Linked DNA regions of Zea mays: region 2 is linked to region 1. A link is a contact called in public Hi-C data. All regions are on one chromosome and are shown on one strand. The core of a region is the stretch at or near the end of the contact, and the rest is flanking DNA. Distances in the headings are between cores, read along the strand shown. Region 1 holds the start of LOC100191845. Region 2 holds the start of LOC100277163.

Region 1 (6,658 bases), core at 1,805-4,304:
ATAAGTTGTATAATTAAGTGACCTTGCACTAAGTTATCCATCCACCACATATATAACGCTAGTAAAAACTATAATAACAAGCAAGCAACACTCTCACCGACTACTGATACATTCACCAATTGATAAAAATTATGAAGTAAATAAGGAATAACAAGTTTGTTGTTCGTTTATAAAATAAAATGACAGTATGCACTAGGTTTGGTCGGGTTTAAAAAACCCACGGGTTCACGGGTTTGGGTACTATAGGAACAAACCCATACCCATAAACCCGTTGGGTATAGATTTATGCCCATTAACAAACCCATGGGTGTGAAAATTGACCCAAACCCGTACCCTAATAGGGTAAAAACCCATCGGGTTTCGGGTTTCGGGTACCCATTGCCATCTCTACACCGGACAGTGAACAGTGACTGTCCGGTGCACCACCGAACTGTCCGGTGGTCTCAGCTGTCAGAGCTCCAATGGTCAAACCCTAACGGTTGGGTGACGTGGCTGGCGCACGGGACAGTATCCGGTGGCGCACCGGACTGTCCGGTGCGCCCATCGACACACAGCCTCCCCAACGGCCATTTTGGTGGGTGGGGCTATAAATACCCCCAACCACTACACTTTAAGGCATCCAAGTTTTCAGCCATTGCATTCAATACAAGAGCTCTAGACTTCACTCCAAGACACAAACAAGAGATCAAATCCTCTCCCAAGTCCACAATCACTCCAAATATTTAGTGACTAGTGAGAGAGAGATATTTGTGTTCATTTGAGTTCTTGTCGCTTGGATCACTTTTCTTCTTCCCCATTCTTGTTCTCAACACCTTTGTAATCAAAGCAAGAGACACCAAGTTGTGGTGGTCCTTGTGGGGTCTAAGTGACCTAATTGATTGAGGAGAAAAGCTCACTCGGTCTAGGTGACCGTTTGAGAGAGGGAAAGGATTGAAAGAGACCCGGTCTTTGTGACCACCTCAACGGGGAGTAGGTTTGCAAGAACCGAACCTCGGTAAAACAAATCACCATGTCATCCACTTTATTTGCTTGTGATTTGTTTTCGCCCTCTCTTTCGGACTCGGTTTTAATTCTAACATTAACCCGGCTTGTAGATTGTGCTTAAAGTTTATAAATTTCAGATTTGCCTATTCACCCCCCTCTAGGCGACTTTCAGCTCAACCTTCTCAAGATAACCGTGATGACATAGTGAAGAAGCTTGAGACGGGAACAACTGTGGCATGCACAAGATCCCTCAAAGAAAAAGTCAAGGACTTGAGGAATGTCAAGAGGAGGGAACAAAAAAAAAAGAAAATCAACACCTCTACTAAAAGCCTCAACCATGCCTCCATACAAGGTAACATCCAAAGTAATGATTAAGCCACATTTTACACTAAGAAAAATAAGAAGTGTAGTGAATGCTTTGAAAAGGGGCACTTGATTAGGTCATGTCCCTATATTAAAGAAAATAGGTTGTTTATTAACAAGGATGATAAAAATTGTTTTATATGCTCTGAGAATAAACATATGGTTAAGTCATGTCCTTATGTAAAACAAAAAGGCATAGTTTTAGAAAAGAAAATATTTACTAACCATGCAGCAAACAAGGGACAAGGAGAGAAAAAATCTTCAAAACATGAAGCTCGCCTTTGCTACATATGCCGAAGAAAGGGACATCTATGCAAGGATTGTCCCATTGGTAACTATTTTGCTCCTAGCTTGTCAATTGATTCATATGTAACTAGGCAATCCAAAATCGCAACTTGTGCTAGAAAGGTAATGAGTTTAACAAGTGTTAGCACAAAGGATATTTGGGTTTCTAGATCTTTGTTGACTAACCTTGATGGACCCATCAAGAGATGGGGACTAAAATATGCTTGACAAACTTTGTAGGGGAAAGGAGATGATATGAAGCTCTGGAGGTGCTTGAGCGGGTTAATTCAATTCTTATTAACTCAAGCTATCAATCCTACAATGTTTTATATCTCTAAGATTGACCTAAAGTTATTTTGAATTATTATATCTAAAACTCATATCATCTCGAGTAAGATATTGATGTTGTAGGGGATAAAGGATTATCTTGCGTGGAAAATCAAAGCCTACAACATGGAGGAAAATCGAATGATGGTAACACTTATGTCTTTAAGTGCAAGTATCTTCAATTATCATTTCTCTTGTGTCTTGTGTAGTCATATAGAAAAAAAGAAGTACTTAAGAATATTGTTAAATTATGTCACCATTCTTTGGAGAAAGTTCCTCTCATATGGTAGATTGCATATTCATCATTTCTATATTGTGGCAATCTACACGCTTTAAAAATTTTAAGTACCTCATGTCATGTTTTACATTAATTATCCTATTGTTGCCCTATTCTAGACGTAGAAAGAAATATTCCAAGTTTATCTTGTTCTAACCGCTAATCGAAGGATTAAGTTCGAGTTTAAAGTTATAATTTTTAGGTTTCGTCTATTCACCTTCCTCTAGTCGACTTTCAGGTAGAATATTAAGTTCCAAGACATTATGTAAAATAGGTTACACGACACTTTATATAATACTGTTTGATACTATTTATAGAGTAAATTTTAAAATATGAGAAGAGATAAAAGAGCAAGAAATCCTGTATTCAACCACTTTTCAATGGCAAAAAGACTACCGTAGGCTATGGGAGGCTACACATGTCTCTGAGAGCGGGTGTTTGGTTACCCCAAACTAAACTTTAGCTCCTATCCCATCGAATGTTTGAACCTCCGTTCTGGGTATTAAATATAGTCGGATTATAAAACTAATTTGTCAGCCGAAGATTAAAAGACGAGACGAATCTAGTCCAGTTGGCTGGGTCTATATTTCATACTCTTATTTAAAAGTCAAACGCTTGATGTGAGCCGGGCTAAACTTTAGCAGGGATTGGAAGACCTAGTCCACGGTGACCAACTGACCATGGCCAGCATTCACTCCACTCTGCTCCACGCGAGCCACGAGGTGCGAGAGTGCGACGCGAGAGAGGCAGATATCAGTGGGGCAATATAAAATAAAACAAAAAGAAATAAAAACTGCATCGGCATTTATTCCGTTGGGCCTCGCTTCCGATGCGCCGGAGCTCGCACGCGATGGGAGCGCAAGCGTTTCGGCTGCTGCTGCTTCTGCTGCTCGCGGCGGCGGCGGCGGAGGCGCGCTTCGTTGTGGAGAAGAACAGCCTGATGGTGACGTCGCCGACTTCGTTGCGGGGACGACACGACAGCGCTATAGGGAACTTCGGAATCCCACAGTACGGCGGGAGCATGGCGGGCGCCGTCGTCTACCCTAAGGACAACGCCAAGGCTTGCGACGATTTCGACGGCAGGCACCCCTTCCGTGCCAAGCCTGGCGCGATGCCCACGTTCCTCCTCATCGACCGCGGTGGTAAGTGCTCCCGATGTCTCGATCTGTCTTTGCGCGGCTGATTTGTGCCATGCCCTTTGCTTTGTAGTTGTGATTGGAGACTTAGCTGCAAACTAATTGATTAATTATTACTGGCTGGTTTTGTCGGCTGTAGCATACTACAACTAGGTGGTGCTAGTGTAGCATTTTCTAAGTCTCTCTGGCGAGGAAGTTGACACCACTATAAATAGCAACACCAAAATATGTTTTTTATTATCTTTATTCCATTATTAAGATAATAAATTGGTGGATCCATGCATTGGATGCTGAATATAGTCTCCTGTAGGCATAAAATTGGTGGTTTCAGATAATTGGGAATGTTTGTAGAGAGGCTTATGCTGCTACCGAATAGACTTGCAGAATGGTGATTACAGAGATTTTGTTGTAGTACTAATCAGTAAGCACGAGTGAAGAGTGCTGCAGACCATTTTGGTGATTTGTCTTCTAATGCTGCATTGATATTTTGACATTGCCATCTGATCTTAGCTGTCATTGAGTCACTTGACAAAAATATGTAACTAGGAAATTATTGATTCCCTGGAATGCCAAAAATCTGACTCTGATCTCATATGACTTTCTGCTGTATTAGCTGTTTTTTTACCATCCCTAGTAACTTCTGAAATATACCCTTTATTTCCTTTTAACCTTCATCATCACTGTTTGCGGTGAGAGCTGTCTCACTGAGTCACTGTTGAGTGCAGTGGTGAGAGCTGTGTCACTAAGTTACCAGGTCGCGGGTTTGAAGCAGCCTGTCCGCATTTGCGGGGGGAGGCTTACCTCGGTTTATCCCTTCTCTAGACCTCACTCATGTGGGAGCCTTTGGCAATGGGTCTGCCCATCACTGTTTTTTTTTCTTCAAGCTTCATGGTAATCTAGTTTTCCTCCTTCATATGTGTTTTCCAGAGTGCTTATTTGCGAAGAAGGTTTGGAATGCACAAAATGCTGGTGCCTCTGCAGTACTTGTAGTTGATGACAAGGATGAACCATTGATAACAATGGATTTACCTCGTGAAGATGACGAGGCTTCAAAGTATATACAAAACATAACCATTCCTTCTGCATTAATAGATGAAAAATTTGGTGACCAGTTGAAGAAGGCTGTTAAAGATGGGGAAATGGTTAATGTTAATCTTGATTGGAGGGAGGCTGTTCCACATCCAGATGACCGTGTTGAGTATGAGTTATGGACAAACAGCAATGATGAATGCGGGCCTAAATGTGATATGCTGATGAATTTTCTTAAGGAATTTAAAGGAGCTGCCCAACTACTTGAGAAAGGTGGCTATAGCCAATTCACGCCCCATTACATTACTTGGTACTGTCCTCAAGCATTTGTGATCAGTAAACAATGCAAGTCTCAATGCATAAACCATGGAAGGTACTGTGCACCTGATCCAGAGCAAGATTTTAGCACAGGCTACGAAGGAAAGGATGTGGTGGTAGAGAACCTCAGACAGTTATGTGTGTTTAAAGTTGCAAACGAAAATAAGAAACCATGGGTCTGGTGGGATTATGTGACTGATTTTCACATAAGGTGTCCAATGAAGGAGAAGAAGTACAATAAAAAATGTGCAGAAACTGTCATCAAATCACTAGGTTTGCTCCGTTTTCTTTCCTCGCTTACTTAAGAATCCACATTGTATATATATTTTGTAAAAACATGTTTGTAAGTTTTTAACATGCTTGGCACCCACTTGCTAATCTGAGTAATCTATGTTTACTCTCACTTGAATTAGTGTTCAGATGTTCACAGTTCATAGCATGATATATAATCAGACATGCAACTTGCAGATATAATGGTTGATCACTTCAGTATACATGTAACAGCTGTAATGTTTTTACACTTGAAATAGGTCTGGATGTGAAGAAGGTCGATAAATGCATGGGAGACCCAAATGCTGATTCTGACCACCCGTTACTTAAAATGGAACAAGATGCTCAGGTGAAGTGACCTAGCATATTATGTAGTTTGTCGTGGAGCTTTTATTAGTAAAATAAAGCACACAGATTTATTTTTTAAAATATAACAGTCACTGCAGACTATTTCATTGACCTTTTACCGTCCTTCATTATCTATGAGTTAATTTGTGCTGTTATATTGTATAGATTGGGAAAGGTTCAAGAGGAGATGTTACTATATTGCCTACACTTGTTGTGAACAACCGGCAATATCGAGGTAAATATTCTGCAGGTACACAAACTTACATCCACTCTATATGACTTTAACCTGCAAAAGGAATACAGGGAAGCTTGAGAGGAAAGCTGTCCTCAAAGCTATTTGTGCTGGTTTTGAGGAAACTACAGAACCAAATGTTTGCCTGAGTGATGGTAAGCACATATAAACTATTTAACACCTAATATTCAGTAATCAGTAATTTATTATATGGAGGCTACAAATTGTTGAGCTGTTTGAAAACAGATATAGAGACAAATGAGTGTCTGAATGACAACGGGGGCTGCTGGCAAGACAAATCTGCTAATGTAACAGCCTGTAGGGTATGTGTAGATAGGTACAATATATTCATTGATGTGTATGTGCGAATATTTTTTCTATTTTTTCACATCAATGTCATCCAAACATTCTTACTCAGGACACCTTCCGTGGTAGAGTGTGTGAATGCCCCACTTTCAATGGCGTACAATTTAAAGGCGATGGCTACAGCAATTGTGAACGTAATGTCTTTTGTTCTATTTTCCCACATTCTAACTCTGAAATATTTAAAAATATAACCTTAGTGTCAGCTATATTAACAAGTTGCATTTTGGAATGAAAAGCTTGTTAAACGAAGAGGATATCAAATATGATAGAATGTGCCATTTAAATCTGATAGATGGCAGCTAGAGGATATTTCAATTTTGCATTTAGAAATTGTTTTTTTTGAGATTTAAACCATCATCAAACAGGATATTTAAATCTGCTAAATAGTACTGAGAAAATGTTACACCCAGCCTTTATTACTATAGCTTGTTTTGCTGCAACAGAAGGTTGACAATAGGTCAATTCCTTGCTGTCGAATCTACTGCTGACCTTGCACAGAAGCTTGCAAGCAGTTGCAGTTTAATTTCCTTGCAAGAGCATGACAACATCCAGTAGGCTGAATAGCAGCCCTAGGACAAAAGATTTGGCTGCCACAACAGTCAAGGTTCACCAGTTCCAGTTCACACACAAACTAGAACTACCTTTGTGTGTGTGTATATATATATAGTTTATATATTTGGAGCCCTGGTCTTCCAATAACTAGGTGAAGCCCTGACCCAATGC
Region 2 (6,809 bases), core at 178-2,677, 180 kb before region 1:
ACCAATAGCACCATATTGCTAGTCCTAGTGGAATGGAGCTAGCTTAAATATGGAAGTCACACTCACTCACCAAGTCATGGATGAGAGGAGAGAGTGTGGAGAGCCACACGCGCGCGCGCTCGCTCGCCTCGCCTCGCCTGGGCGGGGCGGGGCGAAGGGCGTGGGCGCACGACATGCGCGTGAATGGTCCGCCGAAATCCGGCCCCTCGCCTTGCGGGGCGCGCCTTCCTTTTGCCGTTTGAATTTTTGGTTGCTTGGCTATTAAGTTGAGAATCCTAACTGATCGCTATAAAATCTAAACTGAACGCGAGATTTTCGCGGGCGGATAGGATCGAAGATAGTAATCTGTTCGCGGACTCGGCCCTATAAAAGGCGCCTGGCAGCCAGCATCCAAATCATCCCAGTTTTCGCTTTCGCCTCTCTTCACAGCTGAGCCGCCTTCAGTTCTCTTCATCCCGACCGCAGACGTGCATCTGCGATCAGGAGAGCATGTCTCCAGAACCCTTCGCCCTCGAGATCCTGCACCGGGAGAGGGCGAATAAGGTTTTTGGGAAGCGTCCTCACGCGACTGCTCGTGATCTTCTGACCTCGTCGACCCTGCTGATTTCGCTGCTTCGACTTCGTCGACCCTGCTGATTCCGGCCCACGCCGTTAACTAGTATGTCTGATCAGTACGCATTATCTGATTTGACTTTTTACTTCAGTTCTTCTGATTTGGTCATGATATATATTCGAAATTTAATCTGGACTTTATCTAATTATTCAACATCTTTGTCTTACAGGGTCCAAGAATAAAGATACTATCGGCATTGGTTCAGAGAAAGTGGAAGTCAAGTCATTTCCTTCCTGTTGAGGCATTAGAGCATCTCCTGCCCAAATGCTATCACGCTCGCCATCTCGCTTTTTTAGCTACTGCACAAGAAACTGAGCCTCCAGCAGTCTAGCTAAGGGTTTCGTCATCCCTGTTGCAACTAGAGAGCTCGGGCGCAGACCTTTGGATAGTAAACCCTGGAGGACTGTCCTGTCAACCGAGCAGAGCTGGGGGGGAAGGGGGCAGACCTTTGGAGAAAGGGACGATGTGGTCGTACTCGTAGCAGAGGCATCCGTGGCAGCCCCAGAAACGGCGGCAGACCACGTTGCCCACGGCGTCCTGCCGCCAGCGTTCCGGGTGCCGTCCCGACAGCACCGCTGCCTTACGCCAACACGCCGTCCTGGTCTTCTCGTCGAAGGACCTCGGGCGCTCCTTCCATGTCGCCGGAGCCGGAGATCTCCCGCCACTCCCCTCGCCGTCGTTCTCCCGACGGGGAGAGGAAGGGCCACCCATCCAACCCAACCTCCGTCAAACCTCAGGGAGTCAGGGCTGGTTTGGTAATTGGTACTATTCAAAAATCAAAATAGTCTATTGTGTCAGCGAGCACACTAAAGTCGGCTCGGCGGAGTCGGGTTTTGCCGGATATTTGTCGTGGGTGTGATTTGGGGTCCGAAAATTCATTTTATTGTATATTGACCTCATATGTCCCTCAAAACATTATTTTACACCGTTTTATACTGTTTATATAATATAGTTTAAATATGAACATAAATATGGATAAATTGTTGGAGATAGTCTAAAACTAAAACCATGACTTTCTTGATTGTTTTCATAAATTGTGTATTCTTTTTTATATTTATTTTTTGATTTTTTGAAAGATCATAGTAAATCATAGAAAATGTAAAATAGAAAAATTAATTTTGTTAAGCTCTAATGAATACATCTACCCTTATTAATCTTAAAAAAGAAATACTAGCTAGGGTTTCCAATTTTGCTCCCAATGTATCCATCATTTTTATATTGACCAAATGCAATGTGATGTAAAGCACTTAAGATCTTTGTCAAGAAGGTGATGAAAGAAATGGGCAGCTTGTCCAGCCAATGGCTTACCATCTTTCCGTCTTACCTGTCGAATGGCATGTGTCATATCTAATAGCAGATTGACCGCCACCAATATAGCAAGCTACGGGCCAGTAAGCAATCAATAGAAATATCAGTATGAAGAGGATGGAAAAGCTTACTGAATACTGAAAGGATAACTTGTTAAGTAGCCAGAGAATAAAGAAGTAGGCAGGAAAAGTGAACATATAATATGATATGTTTTAGTACAATTTTATTATAGTTTTGGATTCATGACTTTCTGTAATTAATGTACAACTATAGTTTTTTGTTCAATTGTGATGTTTTTTATGACGAGATTAATCATGCAGAGATTGCATGCTTGAGATATAGTAAAAAGATAAACCTATATAAAACTATAACTTGCCACTCCCTCGGTTCCAATTTATAATTTATTTGACTTTTTTATCCAATTTAACCAGTCTATCTTATTCAAAATATTTGTAAAAAAATCAAAGTCATATCTAAAGTATATTATATGTTATCCTGTCGGTCGTCATGATATTCTTGTATGGATGATGAACTCCAGCTTGCTTCCCTGTTTGACATGCGCTACAAATTCTGTCTTTCTCAAAATGAACATTTGTTATTCATAAAATATGCTCTTCCTTTATAAGCTTGTGAAGATTCTTCATCCCAACATGAGCAAGTCGACGATGCCAGAGCCAGCCCATATTAGTCTTAGTAATTAAGCAAGTATCTAGTTCAACATTGTTATCATTAAAATCAACTAAATATAGCCGACAATCTAACACTCCCTTAAAAGCTACTTAATCATCACTTTTTCTAAAGACAGTAACATCAACATCAGTAAAGAGACAGTTGTAGCCCATTTTACATAATTGAGAAATTGAAAGCAAGTTGTAATCTAAAGAATCTACAAGAAAAACATTAGAAATGGAATGGTCAGGGGATATAACAATTTTACCCAAAGCTTTAACCAAACCTTTATTTCCATCCCCGAATGTAATCGCTCTTTGGGGATCATCATTTTTCTCATATGAGGAGAACATTCTTTTCTCCCGTGTCATGTGGTTTGTGCACCCGCTATCGATTATCTGACTTGTCTCGCTGGATGCATAAACCTAAAAAACAAATTTAGACCTTGTTCTTAGATACCCAAACGGTCTTGGGTCCTTTTACATTAGAAACAAGCACCTTGGGTACCCAAACACAAGTCTTGGGACTCTTATGTTTGCCTCCAACATATTTGGCAACTACCTTGCCTGATTTGTTAGTTATCACAAAAGATGCATCAAAAGTCTTAAATGAAATGTTATGTTCATGTGATGCATTTGCAATTTTCTTTTTAGGCATTTTGATATGAGTTGAATGCCTAGAGCTAGAAGCCTCATTAGTATACATGTAAGCATGATGAGAAATAGTATAAGATTTTCTAGCATGAATTTTTCTAATTTTGTGCTCAGGATAGTTCCCATGATATAAAATGTAACCCTCTCTAGCATGAATCATGGGAGCCTTACCCTTAACAAAATTAGATAGTCTGTTATTGGGGGCATTAAGTTTGATATTGCTTTGGCTCCTATATTGGAAGCCAATGTCATCCTTAATGCTAGGGCGTCTCCTATTATAAAGCATGCTACGAGCAAATTTAAATTTTTCATTTTCTAACTCATGCTCGGTAATTTTAGCATTTAACTTAGCTATGTGATCATTTTGTTCGTTAATCATAGCAAGGTGGTCATCTATAGCATCGATATTGGCATCTCTACGTCTAGTGCAAATGGTGACATGCTCAATAGTAGATGTAGAAACATTACTAGCATTCAATTTTTCTATCTTAGCAATTAAATTATCATTCTCAGTTCTAAGACAAGAAATTGAATCATTGCAAATGTTAAGCTCTTTATACAAATTTTCATATTTTCTACTTCAAGAGCAAAATCATTTCTTAGTTTAACAAACTTCTTATTTTTCTTAACGAGCAAGTCATCTTGGCATTCCAAGAGATCATCCTTCTCGTTAATGGTTTCTATCAATTCATTTATCTTTTTCTTTTGATCTTTAGTAAGGTTCGCAAAAAGAGAAGTTAAGTCATCTTCATTATCACTAGAGCTACCCTCATCGTCGAAAATAGTGTATTTGGTGGTATCTCTAGAATGTACCTTCTTCTTTTTGCCGTCCTTAGCCATGAGGCATTTGTGGCCGACGTTGGGGAAGAGAAGACCCTTGTTGATGGCGATGTTGGCGGCGTCCTCATCGAAGGAGGAGTCGGTGGAGCTCTCGACAGAATCACATTCTTGTCCCATGTGCGTCTCGCCACCCTTCTTCTTGTAGTATCTTTTCTTCTCCATTTTCTTCTTCCCTTTCTTGTCGTCGTCCCTATCACTGTCACTTGTATATGGACATTTAGCGATAAAGTGACCGGACTTACCACACCTGTAGCAAACCCTCTTAAAGCGGGCTTCCCCTTTCTTTGCTTGAGGATTTACCAGAAGATCTTGATGATAAGAGTCATTTCCTCATTATCAAGCTTGGAGGGGTTGATTGGGAGTCTACTTGGTGTAGACTCTTCCTTCTTCTCTTCTGTTGCTTTGAATGCAACGGGTTGCACCTCAGGTGTGAAGGTGGCGCCTTACTCCAAGTTGACAATGTGTTTGGAGTCTTTGATCATAAGTTCAAAGCTCATGAACTTGCCAATCACCTCCTCGGGGGACATCTGTTTGTATCTAGGATCTTCACGAATTAATTGAACTTGAATAGGATTACGAAAAACAAGAGATCTTAGAATAACCTTGACCATTTTATGGTCATCCCATTTGGTGCTCCCGAGGTTGCATACTTGGTTGACCATTGTTTTGAGCCGGTTGTACGTCGCTTGTGGCTCCTCTCCTTTGTTGAGGACAAATCGACCAAGTTCTCCCTCGATCGTCTCGCTCTTAGTGATTTTAGTTACTGAAAGTCGCCTAGAGGAGGGGTGAATAGGCGTAATCTGAAATTTACAACTTTAAACATACACTACAAGCCGGGGTTAGCGTCAAAACTTAAAACAAGTCCAGGAGAGAGGGGAAAACAAATCAACCAAGAAATAAAGCGAGTGAACACAATGATTTGTTTTATCGAGGTTCGGTTCTAAAGAACCTAGTCCCCGTTGAGGTGGTCACAAAGACCGGGTCTCTTTCAACCCTTTCCCTCTCTCAAACGGTCACTTAGACTGAGTGAGCCTTCTTCCTTAATCTCAAAGGTCACTTCGACCCCGCAAAGACCACCACACAATTGTGTCTCTTACCTTGCTTACAAAGCACTTGAGAGTAAGAATTGAAAAGAAAAAGAAGGCCAAGCCAAGCAAACAAGAGCAACAAAGGAACACAAGAGACCCTCTCACAAGTCCTAATGTACTAGAGTTGATTCGGGGACTTTGAGTGGATCAACCACTTTAATTGTGTCTTGAAGTGGAGGCTATTGCTCTTGTATTGAATGCAATGTTCAGAATGCTTGGATGCTTGGTGTTGTGGTGGTTGGGGGGTATTTATAGCCCCCAACCACCAAATGGCCGTTGGGGATGGCTGTTGTCGATGGGCGCACCGGACAGGCACTGTAGGTTGTCCGGTGCGCCGCCATATCACCCAACCGTTAGGGTTTGGGAGCAGTTGACTGTTGGTGCCGCTGTCTTCTTGTGGCACCGGACAGTCCGGTGCCACACCGGACAGGTCCTGTTCACTGTCCGGTGCGCCTCTTACTTCTGCTCTGACTTCTGCCGCGCACTGTAGTGCACTGTAGCCTTTGCAGAGTCGACCGTTGCGCGATTTAGCCATTGCTCCGCTGGCACACCGGACAGTCCGGTGAATTATAACAGAGTGCACCTGTTGAAACCCGAGAGTGGTTGGTTCATCTTCGTACGGACATGGTGAACCGGACAGTCCGTTGCGCCAGTCCACAACACACTCAAGTTTCTTTGCTCCTTTGAATTTGATCCCTAACTTGAATATTTATTGGTTTGTATTGAACCTTTTTGCACCTGTAGAACATGTATTCTAGAGCAAACTAGTTAGTCCATATATTTGTGTTGGGCATTCAACCACCAAAATTAATTGTGGGAAAAGGTTAACCCTATTTCCCTTTCAATCTTCCCATTTTTGGTGATTGATGCCAACACAAACCAAAACAAATATATATAGTGAAAAATGAACTTGTTTGCATAAGGTAAGTGCATAGGTTACTTGGAATTTAAACCAATTTATAATTTCACTATATATGAATGGATTGACTTCTTCTATTTAATATTTTGGACCACATTTGCACCACTTGTTTTGTTTTTGCAAATCTTTTTGTAAAAATCTTTTTAAAGTCTTTTGCAAATAGTCAAAGGTATATGAATAAGATTGCAAGGAGCATTTTCAAGATTTGAAATTTCTCCCCTTGTTTCAAATGCTTTTCCTTTGACTAAATAAAACTCCCCCTGAATGAAATTCTCCTCTTAGTTTTCAAGAGGGTTTTAATGGATACTAATTTTGAAAATTTATCTTTACATGTACCAATTGAAAAGATTGTCATAACAAGATACCAATTGAAGTTTAAAAACAATAGTGTTGGGGACTTGTTCTCAGATGTTATGAATTAAGAACAAGACAACACAAAAATAGGTTAATGATTAAAGCCCTTCGTCCTTCGAAGCATTATTTCCGTAAGGATATAATGATCTTCAAACGAAAGTTGTGAATGACTTACCTTCATCATCACAGCATAAATCAATGAAAGACAAAGCATATGAAACATGGGAAACAACATGGATAATCATATGACATCATAATATATCTTTTTTGTTATATAATCATGAATGAATAGAAACAACACAGGATTACATTTGTACCTTCGGCTTGATAGAAGGTAAAAGTACAAGCGTGACGCACAAGCGAGT

What was found. A called contact is a pair of places that touch in the nucleus more often than the background predicts.
Region 2: a contact with region 1 is called in a Hi-C map of leaf, with 2.7 times the contacts expected there. The contact joins the promoter of LOC100277163 here to the promoter of LOC100191845 in region 1. A contact is called at or near these places in 7 of 25 Hi-C or Micro-C datasets (ear, endosperm, leaf and 1 more).

Annotation. Positions count from the first base shown.
Region 1 is chr5:40,434,299-40,440,956 of Zm-B73-REFERENCE-NAM-5.0, reverse strand. It overlaps LOC100191845, which reads left to right and starts at 3,054. Exons shown (of 12, transcript NM_001137269.1): 1 at 3,054-3,378; 2 at 4,300-4,992; 3 at 5,250-5,338; 4 at 5,503-5,572; 5 at 5,641-5,724; 6 at 5,816-5,892; 7 at 5,988-6,069. The coding sequence starts at 3,066.
Region 2 is chr5:40,613,883-40,620,691 of Zm-B73-REFERENCE-NAM-5.0, reverse strand. It overlaps LOC100277163, which reads right to left and starts at 1,427. Exons shown (of 3, transcript NM_001407176.1): 1 at 1,060-1,427. The coding sequence starts at 1,324.